2 separate regions of the Mus musculus genome follow, and region 2 is linked to region 1. Evidence: chromatin contacts called from public HiChIP or PLAC-seq data. All regions are on one chromosome and are shown on one strand. Each heading gives the region's core, a stretch centred on a gene start, on an enhancer-like site or on the middle of the called end of the contact. The rest is flanking DNA. Distances are from core to core; before and after follow the strand shown. Region 1 holds the start of Adipor1 (adiponectin receptor 1). Region 2 has its middle 7.5 kb from the start of Gm46159.

Region 1 (6,475 bases), core at 2,512-5,011:
TGTGTATCTCAGGCCCTGCCCAGGATAGCGTGAAATGATTACTCATAACTTAAGATTGCTGCCTGTACAAAGTGTGTCTGGCTGTTCAAATAAATGGAGCCGAGGCCCTAATGATCTCAAGGAATCATTGTCGTCGTGTCTGGGGTCCTTGTCCTCTAATGCTTAAGGACATTGGAAGGGAAGGGCTCCCAGCACAAAATCTTCTGGGTGTTTTAGAGAGCTTCTTAGGAGCTGTGCCATATGCTGAAATGTGAGCTGCCACCAGGCGCAGGGCTCATGCCTGCAGCTGTTCTGCAGAGCCAGAGCCCAGCTCCTCCCTGGAGGCTTTAGAGGTGGAGGGGAGGAAACAGAGGGGGCTTTTAGAGTATGGATACCCCTCTCTATGGTCCCTTAACTTGGTCAGTCTTCCCTTCTTTCTGTGTACCCATCTTCACGCTAATCCTTCAGGGTACCCGGCATACAAAACAAAGTGTTGCCTTTCCATTTGGATGAGACGTCTTTAAAAAGTAACCTGACATCACCAGTTCTGCACAGATTTGGTGACTGGACCGAGTTGGCCTCTCTCAGGCCTATCAGTCCTAAATAGCTGTCTAAGCTGGAGAACTCCTGATCCAGTCTACTCAGTTCTCCCAGGATAGGACTAGGCGTGGCTTCACTGTTAGTCTCATTGGGAGAAAACAATGTTTTGGATTCAGTAGGAGGATTAGTTTAGTTTTGCTTTTCATCTATTTTATGTCTATTTTTATATTATATATTACATATATTATTTTATATGTCTATGCACCACATGCATACAGTACTCAAGAATGCCAGAAGATGGCATCAGATCCCATGGAACTGGAGTTACAGACATTGGAACTCTTGTGCCATATGGGCACTGAGAATTGAACACTGGTCCTCTGGAAGAGCAGTGGTGATCTTAACTGCTGAGCCATTTCTCCAGGCTCTCAACATTTTTTTGTTTGCATTTGGTTTTGTATGGAACTGCATTTCTGTCTCTGGGACCCCTGACAGAAGATTTATAGGGACCCTCAGAATTCACACACACACACACACACACACACACACACACCCCAGTAGCAATAGAATAGGTTCTTCAGTAAAGTCCATTGGGTGTTACTCCATCTGATATTAATCTTTTTTGTTTGTTTTGTTTTGTTTTGTTTTTCGAGACAGGGTTTTTCTGTATAGACCTGGTTGTCCTGGAACTCACTTTGTAGACCAGACTGGTCTTGAACTCAGAAATCTGCCTGCCTCTACCTCCTGAGTGCTGGGATTAAAGGCGTGCGCCACCATGCCCAGCTTAATATTAAATCTTGATCAGCTAGTATGTGTATGCCACTGCTCTGCGAGCCACCTCACCCTCAGAAAGGAAATTCTTTCTTAGGATTGTTGAACTTGCTGGAGCAGCCCAGTAGAGAGTGTCCTGTGTGGAAGCTTACTAGTCCTTGCTTTGTGAAGAAATGATTGCAAACATTTACTAAGGAACTATCATGTGAGCAAGCGTGTTTTCCGAGGTTGCAGCTGTGACAAAGGAGAGCTGGTGACAGACTTTCTCTCTCGAACTCCTTCAATCTAAGATCACAGCACTGAGTGATCAACACCACTGCAGAGCTGGGGTTCTAGGACACTAGGGCCCTAATAGGAGGGGATGGAGAAAGAGGAAGAATTTACATCTTGTTAGCAGACATGTACCCGGTACCATTTGAAGGATTTTGCCTATATTGCACAATATAATCCTTATGCTAATCCTGTGAGTTGAAGATTAAGGATTTGTGAGAAGAAATGCAGCTGGTCAGTGGTTGGCAGAGCCAGAAGCTGAATTTAGGATTATCTGTAGCCAAAGCCAAAACAAACCAAGAGCTGAGCATTGGAAACTGCTTGGATCTTTTGGAAACAGGTGAGGGAAGAGCAGTTCACAGAAGGATCAGGATGCAAAAGCCAGAGGAATGAGAAGTAGGAGAAATTTACTAAGGTCCAGAATACCAAAGAAAGATGGAAGAAGATGAGGCCCGATGGAAGAAGCTTAAAGCCAGCTTGCAAAGGGCCATGCTGTGGGCGGTGGTGGGGCTCCCCTGCCAGATCTCCATTAGTGTGAGGGCAGCCTGGCCTGCAAGCTCTACCCAGAGAAACTATCTTGAAAAAAACAAAAGATTTTTAAAAACAAATAATTTAACACTTAAAGGGGGAGCAGCCGGGCGTGGTGGCACACACCTTTAATCCTAGCAGGAGGCAGAAGCAGGCAGATTTCTGAGTTTGAGGCCAGCCTGGTCTACAAAGTGAGTTCCAGGACAGCCAGGGCTACGCAGAGAAACCCTGTCTTGAAGAAAAATAAAGTTTCCAGATTTTGTTTTGTACAGCAGGTAATTTATTATTATTATTTTTATTAAAATATAGGTTTCTAGTCAACTGTTTTTTTTAAAGATTTATTTATTTATTTTATGTATATGAGTATACCATTGCTCTCTTCAGACACACCAGAAGAGGGCATTAGATCCAATTAAGATGGTTATGAGCCACCATGTGGGTGGCTGGGAATTGAACTCTGGACCTCTGGAAGAACAGTGGGTGTTCTTAACTGCTGAGCCATCTCTCCAGCCCCAGGTAATATATTAACAATAGCTAGTTGTTATGAAACTCTATCCATTTGCCAGGCATCATGCAGACACTGCCTTAGTCCTGACAGACCTGAAAGTAGCACCTGAAATGTCCTTAGTCCTGACAGACCTGAAAGTAGCATCATTTCCCTTCGTTTTCAAGGTTAAGTAGTGATTTGGAAGGACTCAGTAATGTGTAAAGATCGGCTGGCTTGGGAAGGAAACTGGATCTACAAGAACCCAGAGTCTATGCTTTTAACCAGAACAAAGTTGACTTCACTCTCCTGGGGCATCCATCTAGCATTTGGTCACCTTTTCTTGCATTTAGAGCAGTAACAGCTGTGCATCGTTTTTTGGAGTATAAGAAAATGAACACTCCCAAAATACTATATTGTGTGGTTCAGTTCCGGCAGAGAAGCACACTATATTGTCTTCTAAGATGTGCCCTCTGGGTCACATGGGAACATGGACTGGCACAGAAAATTGTCAAGCTAGGCTTGTTTGAAATAACTTCTCCCTTTCTGATAAATAACAGGAACCAAAAGTTAAATCAGTTGAGTGAATAGATTCATGGTAGTCGTTCCATACATAGCATACCAGAAGAAGAGAGGGAGGGATTTGGAAAATGGATATAGAAATAGTTTCGGAGCTGTATGGTAGCCCACATTTGAAATCCTAGCATTTGAAAGGCTGAGATAGGATGGCCTCGAGTACAAGGCTCACCTGGGTTGCACAATTAAACCCTTTCTCAAACAAAAATAAAAGTGTGGGTTGGCGTTGTTTAATCCTGCCACTAGGGAGGCGAATCTACAGGGCGAATTCGGGACAGCCAGGGCTACACGGAGAATCCGTGTCTTGGAAAAAGGGGGGAAAAAGTGTTTCTGTACTAGAGATATAGTGGCTTGCCTAGAGGTACAATTCCCAGTACTAAGAGAAGGAAAAAAAAAGTGTTTCGGAGCTGAAAAGCGAGGCCGTGGGGTGGGAAACTAAGATTGCCTTCCCAGCTCCCTACTCCCAGCTCCCTACTCCCCTACACGCGCCCGTCGTAGGCCGGGAGAAGAGGCTTTTGCAGTCCGCCAGTGTAGGGCCAAGCTGGGACAGCCAGAGCCAGCGATTGGTCAGATCAGGGGCGGGGCGGGGCGAGCCTGAGCGCGCCCTGATGATTGGCACGCGCAGGAATGCCTGGATCGGAGCGGGTGAGGTAGCGCCGGGAAGGTGACGCGGCTGCGGAGGTGACGCCGTGCGGTCGCGCGGCCCTTCCGGCGCGGGCAGGGCGCTGAGGATCGGGCGCCCCTCGGCCGCAGGCCGCCTCCAGTGCCGCGGGATGTAGCGCCCGGGCCCGCGGCCCCCAGCAGAGGCAGCCAGCCAGGCCGTAAGTGTCCCGGGGGTGGGCGGGGCGCGGGCCCTGCAGGCTCTGGAGGGGACAGCACGGGAGTGGCCCGCCCCTGGATCGTCGCTCACCGCCCGGCCCTCCGAAAGGTCCTCCGTAAACATTTCCGGCCCCTCCCACCGCGCACCGCCTCCGTTCGGGGGGCTGCTCGCCGCCGTCGGGGCCCGGCAGTCCGCGAGTGCTGTCTCCGCAGCCGCGCGGTAGACGGCCGCGTTCCAGCCCTGCTGGCGACCCCCGGAGTTGAGCCTGCGAGTTGGGTGCGGGAACACCGGCCCTGGGTGGCCGGGAACCCTAAGGCCACCACCGCGATCCGCAGGTCAAACGTGACGGGGCTCCCTCCTGGATAGGGTCGGTCGGGAAGTTGATGGAGACTCGACAGGCCTAAGGTACTACTCAACTAGAATGTAAACAAGATGCCGAAGTGTTGGGAAGGGCCAGATTTCATCTCAGAAATCTAGGGTTGATGGATGCTGGTTTGTTTGAGAATTTGAGTCTCGCACTTGCTTTTAAGAAAATAAAGTGGCTCGCCGTCAGTTTCTGGCGGTTCGTAGTTGAAGAAGCTGGACAAATTTCAGTTTACATAGTTTCAGATGTCAGCGGAGCACTAAGAGACCATGGGATCTTCTATAATAATAATCTGATTATTTCCCTCGGGTCTTTAGCAGACAGACCAGAAAACCCAGCAGTTAAGTTGTGTGGTAAATCAAACGAAGATGGCAATAGGTGGTTCTTTGCAGAACCAAAGCCATGTTGGGATGTGCTCACTGCTTTTTTTTTTTTTCCTTTTGATAATGCAGGGCAGGCTGTGATGGTGCAGTCGCAGTTCCTGAGAGTTTATAGCATCAGTCCACTGCCAGGAACTCAGTCAGATAGGATGGCGCTAAGTGGATTGCAATGTCAGGGTTCCCGGCCTGCAGCCACTGCATTTCTTTATTACAGAAGTAGTTTTTGTGTCCATTTTTTGTGAAAGGTCTTTGAGAAGTCAGTCTTCAAAAGCTGGTGTTATTAGTGAAGTATTAGACATTGGTGTGGGCCTTCAAACACTGCACCTACTCCCGCAGGGTAATCTCCGCTGGGGTGTTCACAGTAGCCCAGAAACGACAAGATTTTTGAGAAAGAAGTAAATGAGTGGCTTTACCCGTGTGAAAGATAAATTAAGGAAGCAGCCTTAATTTCATAGCCTCTGCGCCTCCCTCCCCTCACTCCACCCCCCCCCCCTCACGGCAGGAGGAGGGGAGCGGTCAGCACCTTAAAATGAATGGTAGGCTAAGTTGTGTCACTTCAGAGTGACCTCATTTTCTTAAGCTTCCTGATGGAAAGTGCATTATTCGATGCTCTGGGTAGCCATGCTACCATGTAAACCGCTGTTTACACAACTGTACCCCTGGAATGCCCTGCCTCAGATGTCCATGCCTATCAAATCTTAAGATCTACGAAGTTTTGATCATCTCTACTAAAGTGAAGTTTTTCTTCTCAGTTCCTCCAGCACCTGTTAGCTCTTAGCTTCATAATGATGCTATCAGAAAACAAATTATCACCTAGGTGGAAGGGACGCGTACTTTTAATCGTTATCCCAGCACTTGGGGGCAGAGACAGGTGGATCCCTGAGTTCGAGGCCAGCCTGGTCTACAGATTGAGTTCCGGGACAGCCAGGGCTACAAAAAGAAATCCTATCTCAAAACAACAACAACAAAAAGAGGAAAAGGAGGAAAAATAAAAGAAAATTTTCAATAAACACCCTTAAGATATTTTAAAAATGTGTACAGCTGTTTGGGCCATATGTTAATGCCTGTTGCCCACAGAAGATGGGTTCAAAACTGAACCTATGTGAATGCTAGATATAAAGCAAGGCCCTCTGGAAAAGCAGCCAGTGCTTTTAGCCATTCGGCCATGCTCCAGCCCTCAGCAACCCCCTTTTGGTTGCTGCTTTGTTTTTTTGTTTTTGTTTTTGTTTTGTTTTGTTTTGTTTCTAGACAGAATTTATCTTCGTAGGCCTAGCTGTCCTGAAATTCTGTAAATCAGGCTGGTCTGGAGCTCAGATTTGCCTGCCTCCACCTTCCAAATGCTAGAATCAAAGGTGTGTACCACTACCACCACCGGCCGCCACCTGGCTTAGCAACCCTTCTTAAAGGACCTCACCAACCTGTCCAAGCTCCTTACTCTGCCTTCTCCCTGAAGCAATAGCCAGAACTGTGCATTGTATAGTACTCAATAGATGCTCTCAGATTAAAGGACAGAATTTACCCTGCTGGAGGCAGTTGCATTCTCCCTGTTTCTGTAGGAAGGAAATCCAGGCTGAAGCTCAGACACACCCGGCTAGGTTATCCTGCTTGTCTGCTTGACACTGTGTTAAGTAACATGGAGTTTCTCTTGTTTGGTACTGGTATTCATCAAACTTGTTACATTTTGTCTTTAATGGTCCTTTGTCCCCAGTTGGCTCATCAAACAGTATTCACCATGCTGAACTTCTTCCCATTTTGCTGCTTAG
Region 2 (6,136 bases), core at 269-2,768, 100 kb after region 1:
CTCAAAATCACTATAGAGCGAGGTTGACTTTGAACTCTTGATCTTCCTGCCTCCGTCTTCCATGGGCGGGAACTATAGACATACACTGCCACGCCTAGCTAGAGAATGGAGTGTTAATGGTGCCTTAGATGCCTTCTCTGTCCAATGGGAACATGGATTTAGAAGTGGGTCCACGCTGGGCAGTGGTGGCGCACACCTTTAATCCCAGCACTTGGGAGGCAGAGGCAAGCGGATTTCTGAGTTCGAGGCCAGCCTGGTCTACAGAGTGAGTTTCAGGACAGCCAGAGCTACACAGAAAAACCCTGCCTCGAAAAAACAAACAAACAAACAAAAAACAAAAACAAACAGAAGTGGGTCCACAGAGATCGGCACGTCCAGCCCTCTGCTGTGCTGTTACCCTTAAACAGCGCCATCACAGCAAAGCTTGCAGAGCCTCGGGCCCTCTCAGGAAATGAGATTAGACCCTTTTGCCTCTGTCTTTCTCCTTCCTCTCAAGATGAATTAGGAGCTGGCATTTGTGGGCAGCTCTTTCATGATCAGAGGCAACTGTGCCCATGACAGTGTACTAATGGGAGAGGAGACCATCGATCTGGTCATGAAATGAATCTGAAACCTGGCGCATGGAACCAGGTGGCCTTGGCATCGGCAGGAGGTCACTAGTCCTTAGCCCTCTCTTTCTGCCTTAGAAGATTACCATGGTTTTTTTCTCTTCCGGTCTCAGGCGCTGCGGGGGCCGCGGGTTACCGTGCAAACATGGCCAAGTCCAAGAACCACACCACACACAACCAGTCCCGCAAATGGCACAGAAATGGCATCAAGAAACCCCGGTCGCAAAGATACGAATCTCTTAAGGGGGTTGACCCCAAGTTCCTGAGGAACATGCGCTTTGCCAAGAAACACAACAAGAAAGGCCTGAAGAAGATGCAGGCCAACAATGCAAAGGCAGTGAGTGCGCGCGCAGAGGCCATCAAGGCCCTGGTGAAGCCTCAGGCCATCAAGCCCAAGATGCCAAAAGGCCCCAAACTCAAGCGGCTGGCTTTCATCGCTCACCCTAAGCTTGGGAAGCGGATTCGAAGCTACATGGCCAAGGGTCAGAGGCTCTGCCAACCGAAGCCTAAGGTCCAAACCAAGGCAGGGGCCAAAGCTCCAGCTAAGGCCCAGGCTTCAGCTCCAGCCCAGGCTCCCAAAGGTGCTCAGGCCCCCAAAGGTACCCAGGCCCCTGTGAAGGCCCCATAGAAATGACTCCTGCCAGTGTGAAGACAGACGGACTGCTGTGACACACCTCCCCACACAGTATTTGCAGATGACCAGTGTCCTATGCTGTTCTTACAAATAAACTCAGGCAAGATCTGTTAAAAAAAAAAAAAAAAGAAGAAGATTACCATGAACAGGAAATGGGAGAACCACGAACTGCATCTGTTACCGCAGACGTCATTCCGCTGTGCTTTCTATCTATCCAGCCATCCCCTAGGGGGAGCTCTGTGTCCTGCTTGGTGTTGGATTTGGGCTTGGAAGCTTGAATAGCCGGCTCTACCCAGAGTTCCTCCCACTTCTCTTGGCTGCTTCCTCGCTTGCCCAACTATCTGGTCCTAACCTTCTTTGAACTGTGATCTATGTCTATCAGCCCCGCTTGTTGTTCTTGGACTCTGTAGATCCCTCCAGCTGGGAGAGCCTCCTTTAGCTCTTAAATGCTTTTCCAGTTTGCTCCTTAGTCTGAGAGTGAGGCCAGCTGGAGCCAGTTCTTTGGCTCTAGTGCTCTACAGCGTTGGTGTAGACATGGTCAGCGCTGCAGTAGAAACTGGGGCCTTTGGGTTCTGTGCTCCCCTCCTCAGAATGAAGGTAAAACAAAGCGTCTCCTGGGCTTTTTGTTGTTGTTTGTTTGTTTGTTTGTTTTTCGAGACAGGGTTTCTCTGTGCAGTCCTGGCTGTCCTGGAACTCACTCTGTAGACCAGGCTGACCTCAAACTCAGAGATCCACCTGCCTCTGCCTCCCAAGTGCTGGGATTAAAGGCATGCGCCACTGCCGCCCGGCCTCCTGGGCTTTTTTTTTAGACCTTTCTTGTACTGTCATTATGCACATAATTGGTTGATGGATGCCTTTCTGGCCCAAGGAACACTATCAGAATTGCTAGGGTACTTGGTAAACCTGCAGGTTCTGAGGTTCCAGGGTGGGGTGGGATGTGACGATTTGTCTAGAGTCAACCATCTCACCTGTCCTGTCTAGGCCACCTGTGCCAAGAACTCCAAGCCTCTTGTATGCTTTCTTTATCTCTATAGAGGTAAAGCAAAATGACGTAAGATCCATTTGGGTGATGATGGGAGTTTTTATATCTTCATTGGTTTGGTTATATAATTTCTATTTCTTGTGTGGTTTGGTTATATAAGTATACAGGCTTGTGAAACCATTCGTTCTACATATAAAATATAGGAGTATAAACTATACTTCAAAATCTTTACTATGTGGAAGGGAATGAAAATGTATTTAGGTAATCACTGTATGAACAGTCAAGTGTTCCCTAAGAGAGAGGGGTTCTAGACAAGGGACATGCCACCTGTATCCTTAACAGTGATGTCCCTTCTGTAGACAGACCAGTACACTGTGCCCAAGAGCTTGCTGACCTTCCAGCACCATGAGGCAGCTCAGCTTGGTTTTTAACTCCCTGCTAAAACAACCCTACCTTTATCTCAAGTAAAAAGTTGGGTTTTTTTTTTTCTCTCTACCCAGACCCTTAAGTATCCACAGCACTTGGAGAGCCCTACAACTCCACCTTTAAGTCTCAACACAACTCTGACGTCCTCAGGCTGGACCTTCGTGGTAAACTGCAAGGCCAGCTATGACATCTGTCACTGCAGCTTGAACATTGAGCTTTTGACCTACAACAGGTTCATTGGCCAGGTCATTTCTGCCATCGCCAATACCAGGTATTTGATGGTGCCCTCGGTGTGGACCTTTTGGAGTTCCAGGTCATTTTGGTACCCTGCCCTAGTGGCATTTTTTTTTTTTTAGTATTTTATTGGGTTCTTATATCTCTACCTCTCGTCTAATACTTATCCTACCCTGATCCCTTCTGACCCCCAACACTAGGTAGGAGAGAAAGATGGTTAGAGGGGAAAGGGGCTGTAGATATCTTTAAGCCAACAAAATAGACTATTTCCTGCTGATTAGGGACGTTGAGGTCCTTGGGGCAAGTCTAATCTTTGTCGTCAGGATATCTCCAACTTCTTGTCAAACTTCAACAGCAGCAGCCAGAAGCAGCAGCCTCTTTCCATAGTGCCCTGGCCCTTCCTGGGGCTCTGGGAGTTATACCCTCTCCAGAGTCCCCAGCATTGAACTATATGTAACTGGCAAAAATCACACCCCTGCTAGTTCACAAGGCAAAACATAATCACCGGCTGTGAAGCAGCCTCTTATCCCACACCTGGGATTAAAATGAAAACACAGTCACATAACATAACTGGGTTTTTAAAGAAACCAGAATTCGCAGTGCTCTACCCTGGATCCAGTCTCCACTGATGACCTCTGTCCCTGCTGAGAAGGCCCACCATAAGCAGCTCTGTGTCAAAGATCAGTGAGCCTTGAACTTTCTAATCAGTTGGTCAGGAACGGTGAGTACACGGCCTGCCATCTGCTCTACCATGGAAACTTAGTGCCTGTGAATGGGCAAGCTGCTATTGCTGCCGACAAGTCCTAGGGCAACATCCAGTTTGTAAACTGGTGTCCCACAGGGTTCAAGGCAAGTTGAAGGTGAAGAGAAAGATTAGCACATAACCTGTGTGGTTCCTAGGAGAAATTCCAGGAGACATAAATGCACTAGGACTGGAAAGGATAGGGCAGGTAACCCTCAATTTGTCTGAGAAGTGAGGCATATGGGCCAGAAGCCAAAGGAGTGGCTTCCTTGTTCAGATATACCAGGGCAGGACCACGATAGGGCTCACCATCTGAAGGGAATTGCTCCCCACCTCCACAGTGTCTTGCTACGTAGATCACTCTAACCAGGAGCTTGAGCTTCTCCTGCCGCAGCCTCTGGGGTGCGGAAATTGTACATGTGCATCACACATCTGGCTCCGAGAACAATTTGGGACATACAGAAAGGCCTTCATCAGATTAGAGTGTGCAGAAGGCTTCTTGTGCTCTGCACTTGTAAATACTGTCATTTCCTCTTGTAGTAATAAACGTATTTAATCTCCACCTTGTGACCCGCCCCATTCCTAGGGTGCTGGCATAGTTTTATGGGGTTTTTACTCTAGGACAGTGGTTCTCAACCTTCCTAATGCTGCAGGCCTTTTCTATAGTTCCTCACATTGTGGAGATCCCTGCCCCCCCCCATAAAATTATTTTCGTTACTGCTTCACAACTAATTTTATTACTGTTATAAGTTATAATGTAAATATCTGATATGCAGGATATCTGACATGGGACCCCTCTGGGGGTCTCAACCTACAGGTTGAGAACTACTGCTCTAGCATAAGACTTTAGAAAAATTAAACATAGCGGTGGTGACATTAGAAAGCATACTCTGGGGGATGGAGAGATGGGATGGTTCAGTGGTTAAGAGCATGGGCTGTTCTTCCAGAGGTCCTGAGTTCAATTCCCAGCAACCACACAGTGGCTCACAACCATCTGTAATGGCATTCAGGTATACACGCAGATAGAACACTCATGAACATAAAATGAATAAATAAATCTTAAAAAAAAAAAAAGCAAGCTCTGTCTTCTGTGCTGTCACACTGCTATGAAGGTGACCACAAGGGACGGGAGGCAAGGAGGCCTGGGCCCCTGCACTTACAGGTCATAGTTATTTGCTGACGTAAGGAGTGTTCTGTAGTTCAGACTGCAAAGCAGGGAACATCTTGGGATACAGCTGTTGTCATTCCCACATTAGGAAAGATTTAGCTACTCTGAGAAAGACTCACCGCCTTTAGGAACCGGTGAACTTGCTGCCCTCAATGGCACTGGCTGGAAGTGACTATTTTGTTTAGAAGGGGAAACAACCTTGATTATGATATATATTTATGTTTAGTGTTTTTATGCTTAATTTGTATTTACTTTTTAAAAGGATTTTACTCTTTTTAACTATGTGTGTGTGTGTGTGTGTGCCTTTGTGGGAGTGTGTGCACATGAATACAGGGACTGGAGGAGGCCAGAGGCGTTAGGTCCCATGGAACTGGAGTTACAGGCTGTGGTTAGTCATTGTGTCAGAGTTGGGAGTGGCCTGGGTCTTCTGCAAGAGCAGTAAGCTTCCAACTACCGAGCCCTCTCTCTAGCTCCACAGCCATTCTTGTTTGTTTGAAGACTGAGTTTCTCCATGTCATCCTGGCTGCCCTGGAACTCACTCTGTAAACCAGGCTGGGCATGAACTCTCAGAGATCCACCTACCTCTGCCTCTCTAGGACTGGGATTAAAGGTGTGTGCCACCACTGCCCGGCTCCACATCTATTTTTATACCTAGCAAAATTAATAATACTTCCCCACATAAGGGGATACCAAATAAAAGCACTAAATGAGGACTGGTGGGGTGGTTCGACAAGAGAAAGGCAGTGCCTGCCAAGCCTGAGGGTCGAGTGTGATCCCTTGGAGCCCACAGAGTGGGAAGAGAACTGACACTGGCAAGCTGTTCTCTGACATGCATGCTGTGCCATGTGCACACACACACACACACACACATGCACACATACTCATGTACACACACACATGTGCATGCACATACACATGTACTCATACACACAGGCACACACATGAATGCACACACACACTAAGTTTTGGGTTTTTTTAAAGAATACCAAAGGCCAGGCAGTGGTGGCACACGCCTGTAATCCCAGCACTCGGGAGGCAGAGGCAGGCGGATTTCTGAGTTCAAGGACAGCCAGGACTACTCAGAGAAACCCTGTCTCGAAAAACCAAAAAAAAAAAAAAAAAAAAAAGAATACCAAATAAGTATTCAAACTTTCCCAGTTGTCCCTGTTTGTTTAAGGGTGTCCTGGAGCTTAGGACCCTAAGCCGTACCCTCCCGAGTGCTGAAATTACAGGATTCTTTCTTTCTTGCACTGTTTTTCTTGTTTAGTGTGTTTCTGTGAGGGTCTATGTGCACAAGCATGCTTGCTACAGTGCTCATAATACAACATATGTGTGGCTCAAA

What was found. HiChIP or PLAC-seq counts read pairs in DNA pulled down with a chosen protein or histone mark.
Region 2: a contact with region 1 is called in an H3K27ac HiChIP or PLAC-seq map of hepatocytes, with 2.1 times the contacts expected there. The contact joins the enhancer-like site here to the promoter of Adipor1 in region 1. A contact is called at or near these places in 12 of 39 promoter capture datasets (the C10 cell line, the HPC-7 cell line, cranial neural crest and 9 more), 1 of 15 datasets of contacts at CTCF or cohesin (CD8 T cells), 2 of 484 Hi-C or Micro-C datasets (nephron progenitors and rod photoreceptor), 12 of 115 datasets of contacts at active chromatin or transcription factors (the HPC-7 cell line, the SCID.adh cell line, bone marrow-derived macrophages and 8 more) and 4 of 9 other capture datasets (adipose tissue, embryonic stem cells, liver and 1 more).

What each region holds. Positions count from the first base shown.
Region 1 is chr1:134,411,617-134,418,091 of GRCm38.p6, forward strand. Adipor1 (adiponectin receptor 1) reads left to right here and starts at 3,762. Exons shown (of 8, transcript NM_028320.4): 1 at 3,762-3,969. It overlaps Cyb5r1 (cytochrome b5 reductase 1), which reads left to right. Exons shown (of 9, transcript NM_028057.3): 9 at 1-122.
Region 2 is chr1:134,517,328-134,523,463 of GRCm38.p6, forward strand. It overlaps the pseudogene Gm15454 and the pseudogene Tuba5-ps. Among named protein-coding and RNA genes, the nearest start is that of Gm46159, 7.5 kb to the right of the region's middle. Within about 2 kb of position 1,519, at least 39 of the 459 cell types and tissues checked have an H3K27ac peak or open chromatin away from gene starts, as enhancers often do. A contact at or near this core is called in CD8 T cells, the HPC-7 cell line, bone marrow-derived macrophages and 3 more, where this site is marked.